2 separate regions of the Mus musculus genome follow, and region 2 is linked to region 1. The links are chromatin contacts, called in public Hi-C maps. All regions are on one chromosome and are shown on one strand. Each heading gives the region's core, a stretch centred on a gene start, on an enhancer-like site or on the middle of the called end of the contact. The rest is flanking DNA. Distances are from core to core; before and after follow the strand shown.

What was found. A called contact is a pair of places that touch in the nucleus more often than the background predicts.
Region 2: a contact with region 1 is called in a Hi-C map of the N1E-115 cell line, with 4 times the contacts expected there. The contact joins the promoter of Acbd4 here to the enhancer-like site in region 1. A contact is called at or near these places in 1 of 484 Hi-C or Micro-C datasets (the N1E-115 cell line), 1 of 115 datasets of contacts at active chromatin or transcription factors (microglia) and 2 of 9 other capture datasets (adipose tissue and liver).

What each region holds. Positions count from the first base shown.
Region 1 is chr11:102,994,629-102,998,796 of GRCm38.p6, forward strand. It overlaps Dcakd (dephospho-CoA kinase domain containing), which reads right to left. Exons shown (of 5, transcript NM_026551.3): 4 at 2,725-2,812; 5 at 1-544. The coding sequence ends at 253. Gm34620 (a long non-coding RNA gene) reads left to right here. Exons shown (of 4, transcript XR_389059.4): 4 at 851-4,168. Among named protein-coding and RNA genes, the nearest start is that of Mir6931, 3.2 kb to the right of the region's middle. Within about 2 kb of position 1,908, at least 47 of the 459 cell types and tissues checked have an H3K27ac peak or open chromatin away from gene starts, as enhancers often do. A contact at or near this core is called in the N1E-115 cell line, where this site is marked.
Region 2 is chr11:103,099,608-103,103,775 of GRCm38.p6, forward strand. Acbd4 (acyl-Coenzyme A binding domain containing 4) reads left to right here and starts at 2,081. Exons shown (of 11, transcript NM_025988.2): 1 at 2,081-2,181; 2 at 3,075-3,489; 3 at 3,919-4,037. The coding sequence starts at 3,956. It overlaps Plcd3 (phospholipase C, delta 3), which reads right to left and starts at 2,051. Exons shown (of 15, transcript NM_152813.3): 1 at 1,773-2,051. The coding sequence starts at 1,923.

The DNA.
Region 1 (4,168 bases), core at 658-3,157:
CACCATGGATGTTGTTCTGCAGTGGTAGTTAGGAATGGTAGGGCTCGGGTGGGGTGGGGTGTCGGTGTGTGTGTGTGGGGCGCGGGGGGTAGTGGGCTTCTTTTGCTGAGTCCCAGACTGGTTACACTCCAAAGCCGCCCCACCGCAGGGGCCAGTCTCAGAGTCAAGAGAGTTGTAGTGTTGTGGACATGGTACCTAACTCAGGCCTCCAAGGAGAAGGAAGCCTAAGGCTTGCTGCCTGGGTGTACCCAGCTAGGGGGAAGGGAGGAGGTAACGGGTGAGCAGGTAGAGGAGACTGGCGATGCCTGCGAGGCCCGTCAGGAACCCAAGCCGCAGCGGCAGATACTCCATGGAGCGTTCCAGCTTGGCGTGCAGGAGGATGGCCTGGCGTCTGGTGAGGCTCCACTCGCCCGAGTTGTCCAGAACGTGATTGGCCATGCGGGCCTTGTCCTTCAGGGGCAGCTGGGCGTTGATCCTCGCCTCTGCATCCTCCCGGTTCAGGTTGTTCCGCTTCATCAGCCGCGCCAGCTGTGTATCACGGTCACTGAGGGCAGAGCAAACGTGACCATGGATCCCAGCCTCCCTCTCCAGGGCAAGATTCAGCAGTGGGCAGCTAGGTCTGGCCCAATTTGGAACAGAGGCCAAGGCAGCACCTTCCCTTAGGAGACTCCCTCTCTTGTAGCCACACAGAACGGTGACAAGTCCTATACAGCAGGGCCCCTCGTCCTATCAACCAGTAGACCTCTGACAAGAGCAGGAGAGAGGGCTGTAGCCCTTGTTCTCCACGATCTAGGCCTTTCTGCCTGCCAATCAGCCTGAGTTTTCCTTGGGACAATTTTTACCATTCCAGGCCTTTATTTGCAACCAGAGAAAACAGAAGAGAGCCAGACATGAGAGGAGCCTTCTCTATGAAAGCCAACCTCACTACAGAGGACGCAAGCTTTAAATGCCACACGTCTATGGCTGGGGAGCCTGAAGGAGAATGGAGACGGCTGTCAGCTGCTTGGAAGTACACCCACCCTCCCAAAAGTGTGGTGCAGAACAGAGAGGCCCGGGCTTCGGGCTGTGACGGTGACACTTGATTCTGTTATGGCTGTGTTTTCCTTTACTCCTCCCCTGTCTTCTCAGAAGCATCACAGATCACACAGGTCCAGTCTCTGTAGGAAGAACTCCAGGCGGCCTCACAAGGTATAGCTCCTCCTGGTGACTAGCAAGCAGTCTAACATTCCTCTTCCGTCCCTACATACAGTTTTTTAAGAGCTTTGTTTTCTGAGCGTTTTTGCCTACATGTATGTAAGGGCATCAGGTGTGTGCTTGGAAGCCAAAAGGAGTCAGATTCCCCGGGGCTGGAGTTAAGGATGTAGTGAGTTACCATGTGGAGGCTGGGTCCTCTGAACAGCAAGTGCTCTTAAATGCTAAGCGATCCCTCCAGTCCCCTAACTTTGTTATTAAGGCACAGAAAATCCGAGGACTTCACAGGGCCCTCCTGGGCTCAGCTGGTATCCTCTACAACAGAATAAAGAACCCAGACAGGGCAGGGATATAGCTTAGCTTTCAGAGCACTTGCTAACATATGCAAAGCTCTGGGTTCTATAGTCATAGCCACTAAAAACAAGACGAGCCAGGGAGACTGAAGTTTACACAGGGAAGCCCAGCCCTGGGGAGGACCTGATAGGATGTCTGCATCCCAGTACCAGGCTCGGGGGATTCAGGCTGAGCTGAGACACCTGAGGTGAGGGTAAGGCAGCCCTCAGGCACGAGCGAGCCTTTCCGTGTACGAGGAGCCTCCCACACACCAACCCCTTGAGAACCACCTTGTGCTGAAAATGCCTGCAGACCCAAGGCCCACCTATGTGTCTGCCACACTTGTGGATGACATCTGGGAAGTCTCTGGAAAGCAGACACGCCCTGCAGCCTCATCCACTCTCACCCGAAGGGACTGTGTGACTCATTTCTCTGGCAGCTTGATTCTCCTGTTTGCCAAACCTGAATTCTGATTTTCTTCCTGTCCTGGGGGAATCTGAGAATGAAGCTCCTTCCTCGGGTGGCTTCTGACAGCTGCCTCCACAGCTCTGTTCTGGGTGCTACCAATGGATGATCTTCAACAAAGTTTCCAACTGCCTCCACTTCCATGTTACCTCTCTAAGTCACCAGTGCCCCTGCCATGAGTACTTCACGCTAAAGAAGTTGTTTGAAAATATGTGACACCCCGGGCAGTGGTGGCGCACGCCTTTAATCCCAGCACTCGGGAGGCAGAGGCAGGCGGATTTCTGAGTTCGAGGCCAGCCTGGTCTACAAAGTGAGTTCCAGGACAGCCAGGGCTACACAGAGAAACCCTGTCTTGAAAAACCAAAAAATTAAAAATTAAAAAAAAAAAAGAAGAAGAAAATATGTGACCTGCTCTAGGAGGAAGAAGGGAGCCAGTGAGTAACAGGGTGGCCAGAAGCAAACCCAGGCAGCCCAACTGAAATGTCTCCAACAGCCAGCAGGGAGAACCCTTCCCAAACACCACAGAAGCCTGGGCCGCTCTTACTCACACCCACCCCAGGTGCGTCAGGACCAGATACAAAGGCTGGTGTCTGTAGGCTTGCTTGGGCAACACTACCCCAACCCACTTAGTGCTTTGGCCACCCCCTGAGAAAGGTGTACAGGGATGTTTTCCAGGTACACCTTACTCTAAGGTCCTTCCCGGCCCCCATGCGCCAGGCTCCGCTTCACACTCACCAGTACACTACCACTGTGTGCTTCATATACTTGAGCAGCTTCTTGGTCTCAAACAGGAGGGGGATGTCCAGAATCACGTATCGGTAGCCTGGGGAGAGGGAGAGGATGCAAAACTCCCAAGGTCAAGTCTGCAGGGACACCAGGAAAGGTGCTTGTGACCAGGCCCTGCCACGGAGAGTGCCCCAGCAGACGGGAGACCTCCCAAGGACAGACAGACCCTGAGTGCCAGCTAGTCCCAATGCCATTCAGAGCTGAATGCTGCAGAAAATAACTTCTGGCTGGCTGGGCAGGGAAGACCTTGGAGAAGGGCTGGCATTTGCACTGGCTTTGAAGAGCAGGCAAGACTTAGTTACGTGGAATGAGGAGGGCAAGGAGCTCCAGATGAGGAGCAGCGGAACCCAAGGAGCTGGGACGTTCTCCTGTGCAGACCGGATGGAGGACTAGGTGCTCAGGGTAAAGCGTCCTCAGGTATACAAGTTATTTCTAACCAGAGGCGAGATAGAGCAAGGGCTGTAGGAGACCGGGAAGGGTTTCAGGGAGGTGCTGAGGCCTCTCTGTCCTATTTCATTTCACACTGGTTCAAAAAACCTTAAAGGAGAAGCCCATTCTTGGAAGCCAGGTCCAGACACGGCCACCTTTTAAAGAGTCCCAATGGCCACCTCTGTGACTTTCCGTGAGACACTTGTACAGAGCAGCGAGGGTAGCTGGTGCTAACTACAGGATTCCCTCAATGGAGAAAAAGCACTCCAGGCCCTGCCACAGCTGAAGGCAGAGAGAGGTGATGTCCTAGCACGTCGTGGAGGGCACATCCAACAGTTACATGCGCCCTCCCGCTGCCCCTTGGGCCCTCTGTGGATGAACAGAGCTTGGGGGGGGGGGAGGCGAAAGGCGGTAGGAAAGGACAGGGACTGGGGTCACTCAGAGACCCCGGGCCGGAGGTGTTTCATCCTACACTTTCAACCACAAAACCGCACACTAGCTGCTGGGGTTACTGCTCCCCACAGTCTGTGCTCAGGAAGCCTAAGAGAAGCCTTGGCTGATGAGGGTGTTGGGGTCCTGACTCTGCTGACACACCTTGGTTTGCAGCACCCCACATGACCTCACGTCCTTAACAGGGTGCTGGGCACAGCTGAGGGTGTATAACCACTGAGCGGTAGCCAGGCCCCTCAGCTAAGCGCTCCCTAAATGACAGGCGTTACTGTAGTATTTCTGGGAGGAGAAAGTGAAGCTCGCATTGTGCCCCTGCACCTCCCGGCTCACCCTCTCCAGCACTGAGCCACAGAAAAGACCAGGCCCTCCCTGGGCCTCTTATCTCCCTTTCCTGTCCCCTCCCTCCCCCCTCTCCTCTCACTGTCCTTTCTCCTGGGTCCCTCTTGGGAGCTGGAAGCCAGCTCTTTGGTTCACCGGTAAAGGGCTATTCAGCTGTCACATGCCTCCTACTTGA
Region 2 (4,168 bases), core at 831-3,330, 110 kb after region 1:
ATCATCTTACACAGCCAACCCCACTAGTGCCACCTCTAGCCAGAGACGGCTGACTTCATATTAGACAGCCACCACCCTGTCTCCTCCTCGTGCCTGTGCGTCCTCCTCTTCTGTGCCTCTCTCACCTGAACCCCAACACCTCTTCACGAGCTACTCCCTGCCTCCTTTCAGCCCTATTTGACCACCCTATTATCCATCTGCTCCTCTAACTCAGCCAGTGGATTTTCTGGGACCCTTAGCACCACCCAAACTTCAGAGAAACTCTAAGGTGTCTGTCTACCTCTCTCCTCTTCACATGAGCTTCCATCCAGCTCTGGGGTTCAGTGGGGTCCTCTCTGCCTCCCCAGCATCACAGTCCGCTCCTCCCTCCCTGACTCTTTCCCTCAAGGTCCGTCTTCTGACAGCAGTACTGAGCTGTTTAGCTCTCTTTGGACAGGCCCGCGTGTGCTGTGTTTGTTGTTGTATGGTAGGTAAATATTGACTTCTTGAATGACTGGACCGGAGAAGGATGAAGAGCTGCCCCAGGCACAATGCTCATGGTGAGGACATCCAATACATTCTGGTGGAATGAGGAAGAGGAGGGCACAGCTGAGAGGGAAGCCGGGGAGGCTGGCATCTGGGACCCCTGAGTTCTGTCACCAGGTTGACAGTCCTGAGAAACCACTTCAGTTTCCTGCACTTCACAGTTTATAAAATGCTCCTTGTTCAAGCCCAGGGAGTCCCATTTTGCCGAGACTCTGAGCGTGTAGGTTGGGATGGCACACAGTCTGAGTGGCCCCGACTAGATTCTTTGATGTCTGAGTCAGTTTCCTCCTCTGTGAAATGGGGTGCAGGACACCTACCTCAGGAAGGTGAGCTTAGCACCACACCTGCAAACCACAGCGGTATTGAGCCGACTCGAGGGCTCCTTGAAGACTAGTGACTTCCCTCTCACCTCTGAAATAGGAAGCTGGACTGTTTCGCACCATTGCCCCGGGTCTTGCCAGGGCTTTGTTACTGCTGGCAGAGAAGACCTGAGGGTTACAGGGCTGGCTTGGGTGTCTAGAATCTCGCAGAGGCCATCTGTAAACAGCCCCTCAGGATCAAGAACAGCAGGTGCTGTAAGATGCCCACAGACCTCAAGTAGCACTTGGGAGATGAATGTACGTACCTCCGCGTGCGCGTGCCTCTGCCTCCCGAGTGCTGGGATTAAAGGCGCGCGCCACCACTGCCTGGCATTGTATTTTTTTTTTTTTTTTTGAAACAGAGTCTCATAGACCCCAGACTCATACACACACACACACACACACACACACACACTTTACTTTGTAGCAGAGAATGACCTTGAACTCCTGATCCTCCTACTGACACCTCGCCAGTGCTGGGAGATTAACAACAGTAAGTCGTTGTGATACTGGGGATCTAACCCAGAGCTAAGAGCTCTACCGATTGAGCTACATCCCCAACCTAACTCCAAGCTTTATCTCTCAGTCCATTCTCCTCACTCTCCAGCAACCCTATCCATGCCCCGAGTCCCAAATTCTCACCCCAGCACGGCCCCGCGAGCGCCTCCCGGTGAGAATGCACCGGGGGCATCCAAGCCTTCTAAAACAGCCTGGAAGTCTGATGACCCCAGGTGTGAACCCCAACTGGAACAGTGCTGGTGCTCCTGGTCAGATCCTCCCCAATTCCAAGCACCCTGGCAAACCAGGTGGCCCGTACACCCCGCTCCGTCCAGGTTGTCCCTAGAGACAGTGCGCGCCCACCCGGACCCATCCTTGTGTGTCACTGACCCATCTTCTTCAGTGCCCGTAGCCCAGGCCTTTTGGTGCTGCTGTCCGACGACGCGGGCGAGGGCGGGAACGCGAGGGGCGCTGCGACCTGGGCGGACACCCGGGATTCCTCCGGCGAGCGGCGACTCCTTTTCCAGCCACCGCACAGCATGGTCTCGAAGGGCCCAGGGCCAGGCCCGGGATCTGTGCGTGAGAACCGGGCAACGGGAACACAGCCCGCGGCGCGGTCCGGAGCTAAGAAACTTAGCGGCGCCCTAGGAGTCAGGAGGAGGAGACCTCGGGAGGAGGGAGAGAGGGAGGGACGAGGTGGAGGTGGGCGGAGCGAGGCCGAACTTAGGCGGTGCGAGGCGCCTGCGGGACCCCAGGCCTGGAGCTGCGCGCCCTGGTGTCTACGCGTTCGCCCCTACTAGTGAGTCGGTCTTTCCATTTCCTTAGAGGTCCCCGGATCTCCTTTCTACCATTGGCCAGAGTCCCTGTTGAAGGGAATTGAATTTCCCGGAGGGATAGGTTTGTCCTCCGGCGCAGACACATTTTTTCTGGGAACTCAGGACCCTAGTCCATCCACCTTAGCCGGGTCCCTTAGGGAGCCAGACAAGGGACAGATCTATAGGAGATCGTCCCGGGCCACAGGGTCCTAGTACGGAGGAAACCCATAGAATTCTGAAGCAGAGCTGCGCAGGAATGGGGACGAGAGGCTCGGGCAGTGACGTCATGAATTAATCTCCGGGCTCGGGGCCAATAGCCAGTCCTCAAAGGTGGATGCCTTGCGGCCAACCGATCTGAAGACTAAGATGAGACTAAGTTTAGAGTTCCAGAAGCTTGGTACCCCAGAGCGACACTCCATCCTTGGTCAAGGGATCTGCACAACACTCTGCCAAGGTGTTGATGACGTCAGCCAAGGAAAACCTCCTTGTACGGGTGCCGGTGTAGTGTTAGACGTACCCTTGTGAATGCGAAAGGGTGGAGTGTGCATGTGGCTTTCAAGCACGAGCTTTGGATAGGGGCAGCGAGCTGGTCGAATATTGTCACTTGGACGCGACCTACAGCCAGGCTTCCCACGCTAAAAGTAGCGAGTTTCGGGTCCTAGAATCTCCATCTACTTGTCCCGCTGTATTCTTTCCTCATTTATCCAAGTCCCGACAATTCTTCATACTAGCTTAAGTCCCCATCACCACTGCGATCTTAAATTTGCTTACTATTTGTCAAACCTTCGCCTCTGCTTGATCTCTTGATTCCTTCCAGGAGTGTTCCTTTTTTTTGTTGTTATTTTTCTGGTTCACTCTTACTTTTTCCAAAACTCAGCTCCAGTGTCCTTTCTGCGGAACGCCGGGCTCCAGGACTCTCCTCTATTGCCAGCGTAGACGTGTTCCAAGAGCTGAGTCGAGGTGCCTCGGACAGGCGGAGCCCGCATCAATCAACCCACTCCCGTGGGTTTCCACCAGGGGGCGCGAGGACTCTGCGACCATCAGTGTGTCCACCGGGAGGCGCTGCAGCCCGCCTCGGGCTGTCGCGCGGTGCGGAGTGCCACCCATAAATTAGCCCCGCCTGGCTGGGCGAGGCAGGATAGCATTATTTGCATAATCTTGAAAGAGCCTTCCTTACTGGTTAGGGTATAAAAGACCAATACGAAACGGTGCCTCTGGTTGGCTTTTCTCCTAGCTCTGTATCCCGCCCTATCCCTGCCCCTCTGGAACAAGAGGTCAATCGGAAGCCTCTGGTGAGTGATGAGAAGAGGACCCTGGTGTCCTGGCAGTGGGCGCCTAGGGGTGAGTGAGAGGCTGGGGCGCGGGGAGCCAGGGTTGAAGGCTGTTCGTCCCATCCTGACTCCTCCTCGTTCGCTGATTCGCCTGTTCAGGAATTGGAAATGGGTGTCTAGAGAGGTGCATCCGGGGACGTACGTGGCTCTGAGACCCTTGCCACCTGCCTCCCCTCCCACTCATGGCCAAGTTGGTGGTCCTCGCCACCCTGGCCTCATTGGCGCTGCCTTGAGGTAGGAGAAGGAGCCTTCTCAGCTCAACTTCTGGCCTCCTGGGATAGCGATCCGTTCTTAGGACTAAGTTTGCCCCTCTGGGAACCGGTCCGGTGGCTTACTTAGGATGCCACCGTGGACCATGAAGCCTGGTCACATTGACACTCACTCTTGCAGAGTCGCTTCAAAGTAGGGCTCCAGAGCTCGAAGCAGCATGGGTACCGAGAAGGAAGAGCCCGACTGTCAAAAACAGTTCCAGGCAGCAGTCAGCGTCATTCAGAACCTGCCTAAGAATGGTGAGCCTGTACAGATCAGCATTTTAGGGTTCACGATGGTTGGGCTCCGACCCCGAGATGAGATGAAACTGGGCCTGTACCCTGCAAATGTTGACAAACAAGTTCCTCCCTAGGCTGTGGTGGGGTCCCCT